2 separate regions of the Zea mays genome follow, and region 1 is linked to region 2. The links are chromatin contacts, called in public Hi-C maps. All regions are on one chromosome and are shown on one strand. Each heading gives the region's core, a stretch centred on a gene start, on an enhancer-like site or on the middle of the called end of the contact. The rest is flanking DNA. Distances are from core to core; before and after follow the strand shown.

What was found. Hi-C and Micro-C count contacts between places; a contact is called where the count stands out from the background.
Region 1: a Hi-C map of tassel shows a contact between it and region 2, with 4 times the contacts expected there. The contact joins the promoter of LOC118476879 here to the enhancer-like site in region 2. A contact is called at or near these places in 4 of 25 Hi-C or Micro-C datasets (ear, leaf and tassel).

Annotation. Positions count from the first base shown.
Region 1 is chr4:13,836,809-13,844,373 of Zm-B73-REFERENCE-NAM-5.0, forward strand. It overlaps LOC118476879, which reads left to right and starts at 5,769. Exons shown (of 2, transcript XM_035967195.1): 1 at 5,769-6,187; 2 at 6,280-6,577. The coding sequence starts at 5,783. The coding sequence ends at 6,402. It overlaps IDI2 (Methylthioribose-1-phosphate isomerase), which reads right to left and starts at 4,756. Exons shown (of 9, transcript NM_001111805.2): 1 at 4,548-4,756; 2 at 4,370-4,425; 3 at 1,690-1,845; 4 at 1,461-1,560; 5 at 759-901; 6 at 558-663; 7 at 161-299; 8 at 1-78. The coding sequence starts at 4,613.
Region 2 is chr4:13,674,460-13,682,207 of Zm-B73-REFERENCE-NAM-5.0, forward strand. It overlaps LOC100193119, which reads left to right. Exons shown (of 18, transcript NM_001176033.1): 17 at 185-315; 18 at 754-1,403. The coding sequence ends at 906. Among protein-coding and RNA genes, the nearest start is that of LOC103652846, 13 kb to the right of the region's middle. Within about 2 kb of position 1,617, at least 6 of the 20 cell types and tissues checked have an H3K27ac peak or open chromatin away from gene starts, as enhancers often do. A contact at or near this core is called in tassel, where this site is marked.

The DNA.
Region 1 (7,565 bases), core at 4,519-7,018, 170 kb after region 2:
CTGACACATAGAACTGGACACTATGATGCTTCGCGGAGATGGCGAGGTTGTATGTGCCAATCTTGTTGGCTGTGTCACCTTGAAATTTCATAAAGGAAACAAATTTAACAGTAGGAATATTTAGTTATACATTGATCACAGAAATGATGTGGACATTTACCATTTGCTGCTATTCGATCAGCACCAACAATGACAGCCTGAACATGCCCTTGTTTCATCAACGCAGCAGCAGCAGAATCTGCTATCAGTGTTGCAGGTATTTTTTCATGAACTAACTCGAAAGCTGTAAGTCTGGATCCCTGTAAATTGACAGTAAATCAGCATGCATGTTACATCTCCATAAACAACACTCGATGTTTTTATCACAATAATCGAAGTTCAAGGTTGTAAGCAGTTGTCCGCTGTCGCTATTGGAATTTTGACTGAAACAATCTAGTCTTTTAATATCATGCCAGCGATGTAAAATAGCTGTAGCTAAATTCCACAAAGACAAAATAAAAGCTGGCATTTGACAAGCCAAGTCAAAAGTCCAATGCCAATACAAACAGAGTATCAACCTGGTTAAATGGACGAGTTTCGGTGCAAAAGGCCTTCTCTAAAACTCCCCCCGAATGAAGAGCGCGTATAACCCCAAGGGCAGTTCCATAACCAGCAGTTGCAAGACTGGATTAGAGAGAAAGCAATATAAAGTAAAACTACATAAGGATCTGAGCATCACACATGGATAAAAAAGTGATACAACTCGATTTAAAAATTACCTGCCAGTATTACAATGGGTTAGAACAGATATCTTTTTTGAATTTGCAAGCTGCCTTTGAAGAAATACAGCTCCATGTGAGCCAATAGCTTTATTATCTGCCACATCATCAACAAGCATCGTCTCTGCGGCCTCAATGTAGACCTTATCGATCAAAGGGAATATATAACAGGTTAGCAAGAGGTACAATTTGTCCACCTAAATCAAAGAAGTTTTCCCCTCATCATCAAAGAGAGTCATCTAAGCAGCACATCATTCTAGAATAACATGGTGAAGCTGGAATTAGCACAAACTATCTTCAGTTGCTGTAAAAAGGTTCAAACTTAAGTAGTCAAACATATGACATATAGATGCACAGTGTATGTGTATCAATATTCGAACCAAACTTCAGAAGAACGAATAATATGAGGTTTACTCTACGGTTTAGTGTAAAAGCTTGAGGCCTTGAGGGACAATTTGAAGTGCGGCGGCTGCAAAAAGTGTTAATTCAACAGAAGTAATTTCTGGTTTCATGTTGGTATCATCTCAATCAGTCACTTCATCAGGTTGGTTAATTCCATATTTATATTCAGAAAATCAATGTTGCAGGACACATTATATACGAATGTAAATTCACACAGACATAGTTTATTCATAATTATTCTGTATCCTTTTGTTTTTAATTGAAAGCAGAGAATGTTTTTTGGGGGGTCAAGGTTAGCACCTGAAAGATAGACTTGGAATCTTTTGCAGTTTCAGCTGCCTTTGATACCAAAGTTTGGAGCTTTGTTGCAGCATCAGATAGGTTCACTGCAGTTGGTCGGCTGATGCAGAAACAAATAATTAGGTTACATATGCATGACTACAAATATACTACTCATCAAAATGATAACATGAACAGATACCAAACTTATTGTACGCATAAATAAAAAAAATAGTTGAACTTTGCTTACCTGGATACAAGGTATTCCAATTTCTTTGAAACAAAAGAAGCTGCTTCTTCAGGCGTACCAATAAAATCTAAATCAGAAACTTCAACGGCTAATGCTAGTGCCGCTGCTATGGCTATTGCTGGAGCACCACGGACAACCATGTCTCTTATTGCATTCCTGGGTAATATTTAGGGGTCAGTATAAAACAAGCATTATCCAGTGGTATTTATAACTAGTTACATTTCAATGGTTGCAGTAGGCCTATCACCATGGGAGCATATAACACAATTGCTGGAAATTATGTGATTGTTTTTTCTTCTCTAGTGTGATCAAGGTCAATCCAGAATACCGAAATTTCTACTGATCACAGATTCAATATGAATATATGATAGCCTTGTACACCTCTATTGATGAAATTACCAAAAAAAAAATGCCACTGTTTTACTTGAACACAAAAGTAAGCCACTGTGATAACCACAAAGCAGCAAAATCTGCTTTAGATTTAAGCAACACGAAGAAAATTAACAGTTATCACAAGCCCCACCAAATCAATTAGAAATGTATACAAATCAATTGAACAAAAGAAGTAACAGTTTAAAACAAACAAATAAAAAGGATCCTGTCCTACTTGATCTTTAGAGTTCCAATAACTGCTAAAATTAAAGCCTGCATAACATAAACTATTTACAGGTCTGAGAGGTTGTTTTGAGGTTGTGAAGAGGATATGCTCTGTATGCTGCAAACTGTAAGCTGGTGTCCCCAGCTAACTCTTGTTTGTGCTTTCAATTAGGTAGGACCAAGGTCTTCGGTATAAAAAAACCATCTACATGTATGATAAAAACATCTAGAGGGAAGAAGGCCTTCTGCCTCTGCTGTGATGGTGGAGAAGGACAGGAAACTCGCCACTCCGTACCCTATCATACCATAGGGGAAACTATGGTGCATGGCACCTGCATACAAGGACGCATCCTGGTGCTCCAGGGACGACATGCGGGTGAAGAGACTGGCAAGCTACGTAGCAATGTCCGCTAGGGCTTTCACGATGGCGTCAACAGCCGATGGTGGTGGAATCAGTGTCTGCTTCTCAGTCATTGTCACCACAACTCCAATACTAGATTGATAGGATTTGGGATCCTACTGTGGCTGTGTAGCTTGTATAGGCAGGAGATCGATGGTCGGGACGTGTACCCCTAACGGCAGACAGGAGCCATGGTCACACACAGGGAGCAGACGAGCAAGAGAGAGACGTGAGAAATGACCCTTGAGACCAGACAAGATAATTACCTTGCTTAATTAGTTTGATGCATCCCCTCTCCTTATATAGAGAGGCTTACTTGACCCTGATCCTTATTTTTATAAATACCTCCTAACAAGAATAAATGATAATCCTATGCAAAGTATCTAAGGCACTTCGCCCCTAACTGCCCATGTGACCTAACCATTAGCGTGGTTCAGACGTCTATAGGTGACGTTGGTCATAACACATGTACTAAGGCTATGGCCAGCAAATCGTGCAAAACACGGTTTTGCATGTAAACTGCACTATTTACAGAGTGGAGTTTGAAATGAGTGATGTGGATGAGTAAGCTGCTGGAGATAGTCTAAGATGTCTAGTTCAACTGGTGCTCTTGTTCTTACTATTTTGGGGACAATTGTTTTTGGAATACCCCACGTAGCTGCCACTAGGTTTAGTTATCACAATTTATTACAACACCAAACATGTGCAGATATTCTTTTGAGTAGAGAAGAACCCCAAAACCCCCATCTTCCCTCCTCTCATGCCCTACCCTTTTCCCTTCCACTCGTCAAATAACTAAAAGTTCACGGGAGCCACAACATACCTACAAAGATGTTCGGCTCTTCACGGGGCGGACAATAAGTTTGGTGGGAGTGCCCTGGATTTTACCACAATGCGCGTGGTCCGGAGCGACCGCACGAGCTCCGGCGAACAGGGAGAGCATCGCCGAGCGTGAGTATCCTTTGGCACAACCTATATGGAAACCACGACAGTTGTCTTGGGCTTTGACGAGGCAAACACGACATCCCCATGCCATGCCAGCCTCCTGCTCCACCAGAAGCGCGAAGACGCTGAGATAAAGCGCCGAGCGCCAGAAGTCCACCTCCCATATCATCTGCAAGCTGCAGCCTGCGGCATTGATGTCGCCATTCGGCCTGCTCGTGGACTCACAAGATGCCGCTGTGGCTAGCTAGACGCCGGGCTGCGGACGCTAGGCCATAGCGGCTGACGAGCAGTGGCGGTGTCAGACGCCTGGGATTGGAGCGGCGACGCTCGCGGCGCAACGCTCAAAACGACGGCCCAGTGGGCCGAGCCGTCCAGAGAGAGCCAGGTGATCGAGGGAGAAATTAAACGGGCCTTTTTCTTTGATCCGTTGGGCTACCTTGTATTGGGATCTGGGCCTACTCATCGACACACGGCACAGCCTTCACCTTTCTGGTCCAGTCCTCCCTCCTCTGTCGGCAGCTCGACAACGCCGCCTAGGCTGCCGCCGCAGCCACCGGTGGCTGGGGAAAAGAGAGGGGTGGGGTGGGGTGGGGCAGTGGCCCGTGGGTTCTCTGCTCCGGCGATAGTTGAGGCAGCTGCCCCACGCTGGCACGCTATCGTAGGAGGAGCTCCGCCTCCACGCACGCATGACAGTCAAGGACGAAGAGATGAATCGAGAAGAGAGAATCTCCGTCTCACCAGCCATCGGCGGAACTCTTGACGTCGATGTACTCCATCTCGAGCGGCAGCTTCCTCTGCGTCGAATTGAAACTAACTCAGAGTGAAAACCCCATCAAGAACTCCTATTTTCTTGGAATCAAACCCACAAAAACAACACATACCCACTTCACACCACAAGGGAAAGGAAAAGGCGCACCTGATCGAGGAGGCGGAGCGACCCACGGCTGTAAACGATGGACTGCAGCGCGTCGGATGCCGCCATTCTGGGCTGGCTTCTGGGAAGAGAACCGCCTGGATCGGGGGAAGGAAAAGTATAGGTTCGCGGGGATTTCAGGTGGCAGTGGGCAGTGGCACAGAGGGGGTTCGTAATAAGTGAGGTGCGCTGTGGCTTTGTTCGTTTGCCTCGGGATGGACGTGGCTAGGCTGGGCGAAGAAGAATGTCCCGCCACTTTGCGTTAAGGCCCTCGGTCAAATTTTATTTGCGCGTGCTCAGGGGAAGTTGACGGAACTGAACAGGGTCGGTGTGAGTGTGACGTGTTGCATGATAAATTTGCTAGAACGAATAAAAATCGAATTCCTTTTTTTTCAAAATGATGGAATTTCTTTGTACAGGAGAAACATGGAGTTTGGAATGTTTTAGAGGAAAATAAATATATATACATCATGCAACGGAAACATCATACGAATTAGTATCTCCATTTATTATTTAAAGCTGAACAGTACAAATTTACAATTACAAACATCAAATAAGAAAATTAAAGAGAGTATAAAGTAGTCTGTAGATGACGTGCAAACGGAGGCGGTAGGGAAGAGCAGGTTGTTTGACTTTCTACGAGATCATAGTTAATAGAAATGGCTTCGAGTTTGTGAATGAAGGGAAAATTCATGCCGTGCAAACAGAGGCGGCAGCATGAGTCATGCTATTCCACGCGTTCAATATGTGAGTATTTAGATGGCCGATGTGCAAAATGCGAACGGATCCAAAAGGTAGTGGAGAGAGGAATCTTTCTTTGATCACTTGAGCCATCACAGTGAAGAAATCGGCTTGCATTTGTTTATCTGCCCTGCATAAGTGAGCACGTGAAATCTCTTAGGCCCCGTTATCCTTGGAATTAAATTTTATTTTAATAATTATAATTTAGACCAAACTAATTAAGTTTATATATATATGTAATATATTTCTATATTATTCTAAATTATATGAGAGGGATAATTATATATTACATTTATGTTATAACGAAGTAAGTAAAAGAGTGTAAGTTGTGTATCGGAAAAATAGCATGTAAATCTATAGAATCAATCTTCATCTCTCACATCATGAATTTGAGATAGGCTTATATGATAACTTTGAAAAATAGTGGAATATCATATTCTAAAAAAATAGTCTATTCCATTAGTAAGATTCCAATTCCTTAAAATGAAAAGAAACAAATGGGATCTTATATCTCTTATATATACGAATCATGGGTTTGTTTCCTGCCCGTCATCGCGCCTCGTCACCAACAAATCTCGGTCATCGGAGCCTCGGCGATTAGCAAAAAAAGGCCTTGTGTTTCATCGAAATTGAACCCGACATCCAGGCGGCTCATTTACTTCATCCTTATCACCTCCGGTCTCCCTCCCTCCCACGGCCAGCGCCCCAGCTACCTCCCCTTCGGTTCTCGCCAGCCTCCACCTCTTCCAGTCTTCCTCCTCGCCTCTGGGTCCCGACGCCTTCCGCCGTCGACCAGAGCAGCACGCCTCTGCCTCGCCACCGTCGGGTCCCGCTGTCTCCAGCCACCGCCGCTCCACCTCCGCCACCTCATCACCGGGTCCCGTCGCCATCTGGTCACTGATGTGGGTTGTCCTACACCGCCCGGACATGCCCTTCTCCATTCTCCCTCCACCTCCGTCTGTTGACTGTCACCTCCATTCGCCTCAAGGTGCAGCGGCGTGGCGAGGAAGCGCGGGAGGAGTCGGTACGGCGGACGTGGAGGGCGCGGTCGCCTGGTCCGCAACAACCTGCATCCCGGGAGGCCACGAGAGAAGATAAGGTGAGGGAGAAGAAGTGAAATCCGGTCGTCATGCTGTTAGCCACGCCGTCGCATAGGGAGTGATCGATCGCAGTCGGAGTCGCAAGGAAGGGGAAAGGAGCAGCAGAGAGAAGATAAACGCGATACTGATAGTGTATTCGGTTATTCCATAAGCCTTACTATTCCTAGGGATGCCTATATCATTTTCGCGTAAGATGCTCAACCCATCATCTATTACACAGCCCACTCGGATCATCAAGCGGACGATGACATGCCTCACTCTGCGTCGTCAGTCTTCGTTCTTCTGATGGCTCTTGTCGTCGTCCAGCCCTTGCTGACTTTGCTCGATGCTGCAGTATCCCCTGGTTTCTCCTGTGTCATGGAGCTAACACCATTTTCGTCCCTTAGGTCCTAACATTCCCACCTTCTTAAGCGTCAGCTTGCCCCCCAGGCCGATGGAGAATTGTTGGTACCATCATGATTATACTCCATGGAATGTGCAAGTTCGTAATGCTGAATAGCAGTCCGCTATGAGCCCACAGGATTATTTCTTGTGATACTACTAATTTCTATCTCTACTATCCATTACGCTAAGGTAGTGTTTGGTTGAGGAGCCAAGTAGAACGGAGTCGTTCCATCCCTGATTCTAGGAACGGAGCCGCTCTGTTCTGTGTTTGGTAATCTGGAACGGAGCGGTTCTGTTTTTTGTTTGGTTGCAAAGTGAACGGAACGGAGCGTGACTGTGAGAGCGGGATTGGAACGAAGCGGCTCCGTTCCATTGATTTTTTGGAGCGGAATGGTTCCGGATCTGAGGAGAATATTCCCTAATTGGAGTCATTCCGTTCTAGTTACTTTGTAACCAAACAACAACAAAACTGGGACAGAACGGTTCCGTTCTACTTGGCTCTTCAACCAAACACTACCTAATAGTATAGACCACGCTACCGTGCCCCCGCCTCCCACTTCGTCTGTGCCCCTGCCTTCCCTCCCTCCTCGCGAACCCAGCTCGGAGCCTCATCTGGGACCACGTGTTGTGCACTCGTGCCCCCACCTCCCCCTCCGTGCACGCTAACAAACCCCCGCAATTGTCATGCCCTTGCCTCTCCCATCTGGGTCGTGCCCCTACCTTCCCTCCCTGTTCGCAACCCCGGTGGCCAGATCCACGTCCTCGTGGACACCGTCGGTGGAGAAGCTCTTGTGCC
Region 2 (7,748 bases), core at 367-2,866:
TTCCATGATGAGTTGATGACCGTTAATTGTGTAGTCAGCTTCTTTGTCTCTAGAGTGCTGATATAATATTCTTTAACACATTTTAAAAATATTTTGGGGTATTATATTTTAATGACATGTGTTTCTATTTTCCTGCCCTACTATTGTATTTGTTTTATATTTACTGCTGTTTAAACTTATACAGACGATGTAGATCCATCCTCTATCGCCGGGAGGATTGTTGAATGCTCCTGGAATAAGGAAGAACAGTGTTGGTCCTGTATGCGTATTAGATCTGATAAATCTACTCCAAACGACATCAACACATACCGGAAGGCTAGTTCTGACATACTTTCTGTTTTACTTTGTCTGTTAATTTTTTTTTCTTATAAGAATATTGCTGTATGTAAATCTCATCTTGATCTTTGCTGGAAAAGTTAAATGTACTCATTTGAAATGGTCTTGATGTTAGGGTAAAATCAATTTTGAAAATACAGTTGGTCTGTCACATTGGATCATAGTATTCTTTTTGCATGGCTAGCTCACCTTGTGAGTTGCGTTTTATGCCTGTATCTTTTAGGATCCTGCTTTCTAAGATGATCACTTCAGCAATTCTCAAAGTGTCCGTTAAAACAGCCTTGTTCTTCTGTTCACTGCTGAGCATCCTTGTTTTGTTGGTGGTTGGGCATCATATTTTGTCCACTTGGAAACAAGTACTCCATATTTGGGTGGGGATACTGCAATATTTTTACAGTTTATTTGCATGGTCTGCAGGTGATGAGGAGTATCACAGATAACATTACCGAGGAAAAGCTTCTCGAAGAGATTGATGAGATAAGTCTTCTCCCGATGTATGCTGATAGGATGCAGCAGGCTCATACAAAGATGGCACAACAACAGCGGCGGAGATTGCCACCACAGTGCTAGCCAGTGCTGGGGCGCTCTCCTACCGCCCTAGCCAGCTGCTGGCTTCCGTAGCTGTGTAATTAGTAGAGGTTTCAGTAGCCCCATATGATGATGGCTGGCTGGGTCTGGCCTGCCAACTAATTCTTTGCACCTCATTTGTGTCTTCTCCCTGCCCTCCCACCCACCTGTATAGGCGTCGCCGCAGAGTAGTTTCCCTGTAAATTGTGTACTCTATGTTCTCCCATATTCTCCCCTATGGTTTTATTTTTCATGGGTGTAGAATAGCGTTTAACAAGAGGGTGGTGTTCTAGGTACATTAGTGTACGCGTTACTATCTCTCGGTGTTGCGGTTGCCTTGTGCTAGAATAAATATGGTTACCATCTGTTGCTGATGGGTCATGTGGTTCCCCCGGCGGATATCATGTGGTTGCGTGGTATGGGTTATTTTCGTCTTCTGTTTTGTTCGCACCTGATCCGATCCGATCTTTTGTTCAATGAAGAAGAAAAAAATTATTGGTAAAACCTACGTGTTTATGGTACGACCATTTGGTATATTGCTGTTTCGTTCACATAGTTAGACAATGTAATGCGTGCTCCATGATTTTCCTCCGAAGCATCCGTTGCTTTGAGGCGATTGTTCATAGCCATTTTTTTAAATAGGGGTGGAAACGAGCTGAGCCGAGCTGAGCTCGGCTCGCTCACGTAACGAGCCGAACTCGGCTTGGCTCGCCCATCTGGCGAGCTCGGAAAACTGGCTCGACTCGGCTCGCTTCGGGCTCGCGAGCTGGCTCGCCGAGCCAAGCCTCTCTAAATTATAATATAAAATCTTAAAAATATTTTAAATAACATATTTTAAATTAGTAAAATAGATATATCACTAATATAATATAGAAAATAGATTATTTTTGTATAGTAATCTCAAATAACATAAATTATTGTCTACTCGGTACTAATATTATATGTTAACTAAGATTTTATGTAACAAATTTTTGTTGGGTGGAGTCATGAGTCAGCTCGCGAGCTGCACCGAGCCGAGCTGACTCGCTCTTTTCACGAGCCATAAAAACAGGCTCGGCTCGAGCTCGTTCTAAGCATCGAGCCAGTCCGAGCCGAGTCGAGCTACTGCGAGCTGCCAGCTCGTCGAGCTCGAGCTTTTTTTTCAGCCCTAATTTTTTATAACTGTTCATGGCAAATTGAGTGCTTTGAACGGGTATAGGTCTCTTCAAATAGACACCTAGATCTCTTTAAATAGGCATCTATTCAAGATGTCTTTAAACAGACTTCTTTTAAATATGCATTTTTATGATCTTTGTAAGACGTCTTTTCGTATAGATATCTTTTCAAGATTGTTTCTTTAAATAGACACTTTATTGCGTGTGGATTCTTATGGATTTAAGATATCGTTAAATAAATTTCTTTTTAAGAGACGAACATATCATGTGTAAACTAATTGCTTGGTGCAAACGATTTTTTCACCTCCCTTGATATATTTTTAAATGTATCTTCTCACTTGTACCAATATATTGATTTGCACAAGTCTTAGAGCATTTTCAACTGTTAGGTAAAAAAGTTACTAAATCTTAGTTTAAGAAGTTATTAGAAAAAACAGGTATCTAATAGTATCCTAAACGATGCTGCTAAATTTAAGAAGTTACTATTTTATCCTTTCTTGTCCGCCATATTTGGCAACCTCAGAGGGACCCACAAAACACTTTTTCATGCGAAATTAGTGTTCTATGCCTTCTGTTTTTATTCCCTTTTATTTTTTTATTAATAAACTCTGGGCTACTATGTGGAAATTTTTTTTGCTGCATGTTAGACATTTTTATTTCTCTAGTTTGGAATTTAAGTCATATTTAGAATCGATTAATCATAGAGATTTGTGTCTGTTTTGTATGTAGATTTTTCTGCATACAGATTTAAGAACCATTGCAAGAACAATATCATGATTGACGAAAAGAACATAAAACTTTCTAGAACGTGAGAGGGAAAGGAGTTTCTAGCTGATATAATTTGAAAAATTTGGCAGCTAAAAATAGAGAACTACCGAAGAACACATTTTTTACTCCCTACTATCATTTAGCAACTACTCACATCTGTATTTAGTGAGCTTTTTTCCCCAAAACTACTGTAGATGCTCTCGGTAGCACAAGCGTTAACTCACTAATCACTCAAATCAATAGAATGCGAGCAGCTTATGACTTATGAGGCTTTGGAGTTGTAGGAGTTATTGCACTTGATGATATCGCTTTGGTGCAGTGTGTCATGCTCCAATTTTTTCAAAGCTAACCTGTTCACTATAATTCACATTGGATGGTTCGGTGTACCACCGGATCGTACGATGAGTCCCCGGTGCACTAGCTCGATTTTGACTGAGTCTGAGTCCTTGGATCGTACAGTCCGGTGAGCCTCCAGTATTAATGTCCAGCTGCCCAAATTTCTATGTTTTATCCAATTCTTCTCCAAATCTTTTTGACAATTTTCGAGGATGTTCCTTTGACTTAGAGAAACATATTGAGAGCACCTAGAGGGGGGGGGGGGGTGAATAGGTGATCCTGTACAAACTTAAAACTTAAGCCACAAAACTTGGTTAAGTGTTAGCACAATAATCACCAAGTGGCTAGAGAGAAGTCTTAGCAAAACACAATAACCACAAGAGAACAATCACAGAGATGACATAGTGGTTTATCCCGTGGTTCGGTCAAGACCAACGCTTGCCTACTCCACGTTGTGGCGTCCCAACGGACGAGGGTTGCAATCAACCCCTCTCAAGCGGTCCAAAGACCCACTTGAATACCACGGTGTTTTGCTTGCTTTACTATATCCCGTTTGCGAGGAATCTCCACACTTTGGAGCCTCTCGCCCTTACACTTAGATGATCACAAAGAAACACAGAGTAAGGAATGGATGAGCAACGCACACAAGACTCAAAAATCAGAGCAACAACACACACACAAGTCGCAACAAGAGCTCGCAACACAACCCAATGAGTTTACAACTCAACTAGAGCTCTAGATGCTATCACAAAGAAACAAATGCGTGGAATTGAAGTCTCGGTGCTTAGGATTGCTTTTGAGTATGCTTGGTGTTCTCCTCCATGCGCCTAGGGGTCCCTTTTATAGCCCCAAGGCAGCTAGGAGCCGTTGAGAGCAATCTAGGAAGACAATCCTTGCCTTCTGTCGTCTGGCGCACCGGACAGTCCGGTGCACACCGGACACTGTCCGGTGCACACCGGACACTGTCCGGTGCCCGATTTCTTTCCTTAACTGGCGCAGTCGACCGTTGGCAGCCAGAGAGCCGTTGGCGCACCGGACAGTCCGGTGCCCCCTTCTAGCCGTTGGCTTGGCCACGTGTCCCGCGCAGATCGCGCGGCCGACCGTTGGCCCGGCCGACCGTTGGCTCACCGGACAGTCCGGTGCACACCGGACAGTCCGGTGAATTATAGCCGTACGTCGCCGGTGAATTCCCGAGAGCGACCAGTTCGCTCGAGCCAGCCTGGCGCACCGGACGCTGTCCGGTGCACCACCGGACAGTCCGGTGCTCCCAGACTGAGCAGACTTTGTCTGAACAAAGCCATCTCATTTCCAATTCGATTTTTCCTGTTTCCAACACTTAGACACAATACATTAGTCTCTAAAACAATGTACTAAGTCTGAGAAACATACCTTTATCCTTGATTTGTACTTTGTTCACCATTTTACACTTAGGCACTTGTGTTAGACACTAAATCACCAAAATACTTAGAAATGGCCCAAGGGCACATTTCCCTTTCAATCTCCCCCTTTTTGGTGATTTATGCCAACACAATATAAAGCAGGTAGAACAAATACAAAATCACTTCAAATAAGAACTCAAATTGTTTTGATTCAAATTTGACATATATGGATCACTCTTTGCCACCACTTGGTTTGTTTTTGCGAATCAAACTCAAATTTCTATCTCTAAGTCAAACACACATGTTAAGACATAAAGAGAGTCATTCCAAGAGAAATTGATTCAAGATTTCAAAAACTCCCCTTTTTCCCATAATCACCTTTCTTCCCACAAGAAGCCAACTTTTGACAAGAGAGACAATAAAAGAGTTTTGACAAACCAAAAGCTCTATTCTATTATTTTTAAAATCTCTCAAGTGGTAGCTGATCCATTTATCGCTTTGGCCTTTATTTTCTCCCCCTTTGGCATCAAGCACCAAACCGGGATTAATCTTGGCCCCAGAACCCCATTGCCTCACCAAAATCTTCAATAAGAATACAAAGGCAATAAGAGTATATGAGATGAACTTGGAATAAGTTACCCTCTCATCGGAGTGCAGTGGAAGTCTTTCATGGTCCAAGTCCACCTTTTCCCTTTCAAACCTCCTTTGAGACTAAAACAAGCAAACTCAAGCACATGGTTAGTCTCAAAGGGTCAAGTTGTAACACATCTCCCCCTAAATATGTGCATCACTTTGCAACGGACTTGTGAGGTCCAGGGAGTGTTTGTACAACTTGAGCACCATAACTAAGCAACAAAATGCATAGGGAACATGATCAAAGGCATAAACACATGTATGCTATAAATCAATCCAGGTTCCGCGAATCTAAGACATTTAGCTCACTACGCAACCTGCAAAAGGTCTTCTCATCTAGAGGCTTGGTAAAGATATCGGCTAGCTGGTTCTCGGTGCTAACATGAAACACTTCGATATCTCCCTTTTGCTGGTGGTCTCTCAAAAAGTGATGCCGGATGTCTATGTGCTTTGTGCGGCTGTGTTCAACAGGATTTTCCGCCATGCGGATGGCACTCTCATTATCACATAGGAGTGGGACTTTGCTCAGATTGTAGCCAAAGTCCCTGAGGGTTTGCCTCATCCAAAGTAGTTGTGCGCAACACTTTCCTGCGGCAACATACTCGGCCTCAGTGGTGGATAGGGCAACGGAGGTTTGTTTCTTAGAATTCCATGACACCAGGGACCTTCCTAAGAATTGGCACGTCCCCGATGTACTCTTCCTATCGACCTTACATCCAGCATAGTCGGAATCTGAATATCCAATTAGGTCAAAGGTAGACCCCTTTGGATACCAGAGCCCGAAGCAAGGCGTAGCAACTAAATATCTAAGGATTCGCTTCACTGCCACTAAGTGACACTCCTTAGGATCGGATTGAAATCTAGCACACATGCATACGCTAAGCATAATATCCGGTCTACTAGCACATAAGTAAAGTAATGACCCTATCATTGACCGGTATGCCTTTTGATCAACGGACTTACCTCCTTTGTTGAGGTCGGTGTGTCCGTCGGTTCCCATCGGAGTCTTTGCGGGCTTGGCGTCCTTCATCCCAAACCGCTTCAGCAAGTCTTGCGTGTACTTCGTTTGAGAGATGAAGGTGCCATCCTTGAGTTGCTTCACTTGGAACCCAAGGAAGTAGTTCAACTCGCCCATCATCGACATCTCGAATTTCTGCGTCATCACCCCGCTAAACTCTTCACAAGACTTTTTATTAGTAGAACCAAATATTATGTCATCGACATAAATTTGGCACACAAAAAGATCACCGTCACAAGTCTTAGTGAAAAGAGTTGGATCGGCTTTCCCAACCTTGAAAGCATTAGCAATTAAGAAATCTCTAAGGCATTCATACCATGCTCTTGGGGCTTGCTTAAGTCCATAGAGCGCCTTAGAGAGCTTACACACGTGGTCGGGGTACCGTTCATCCTCGAAGCCAGGGGGTTGCTCCACGTACACCTCCTCCTTGATTGGCCCGTTGAGGAAAGCGCTCTTCACATCCATTTGGAACAACCTGAAAGAATGGTGAGCGGCATATGCTAGCAATATACGAATGGACTCTAGCCTAGCCACAGGAGCAAAAGTCTCCTCAAAGTCCAAACCTGCGACTTGGGCATAACCTTTTGCCACAAGTCGAGCCTTGTTCCTTGTCACCACTCCGTGCTCGTCTTGTTTGTTGCGGAACACCCACTTGGTTCTCACAACATTTTGCTTAGGACGAGGCACCAGCGTCCAAACTTCATTCCTCTTGAAGTTGTTGAGCTCCTCTTGCATGGCCAACACCCAGTTCGGATCTAGCAAGGCCTCTTCTACCCTGAAAGGCTCAATAGAAGAGACAAAGGAGTAATGCTCACAAAAATTAACTAGTCGAGATCGAGTAGTTACTCCCTTGCTAATATCACCAAGAATTTGATCGATGGGATGATCCCTTTGAATCATCGCTCGAACTTGGGTTGGAGGTGCCGGTTGAGTTTCTTCCTCCATCACATGATCATCTTGTGCTCCCCCTTGATCACACGCCTCCTGTTGATGAACCTGTTCATCGTCTTGAGTTGGGGAATGCATCATAGTTGAGGAAGAAGGTTGATCTTGCTCCTTTTGTTCCTGTGGTCGTACATCACCAATCGCCATGGTTCGTATAGCGGCCGTCGGAACATCTTCTTCATCTACATCATCAAGATCAACAACTTGCTCTCTTGGAGAGCCATTAGTCTCATCAAATACAACGTCGCTAGAGACTTCAACCAATCCCGATGATTTGTTGAAGACTCTATATGCCTTTGTATTTGAGTCATAACCTAACAAAAACCCTTCTACAGCTTTGGGAGCAAACTTAGAATTTCTACCCTTCTTCACTAGAATGTAGCATTTGCTCCCAAATACACGAAAGTACGATACATTGGGTTTGTTACCGGTCAGCAGCTCATACGACGTCTTCTTGAGGAGGCGATGAAGGTAGACCCTGTTGATGGCGTGGCAAGCCGTGTTCACGGCTTCCGACCAAAAGCACTCGGGGGTCTTGAACTCTCCAAGCATCGTCCTCGCCATATCGATGAGCATCCTGTTCTTCCTCTCTACCACACCATTTTGTTGTGG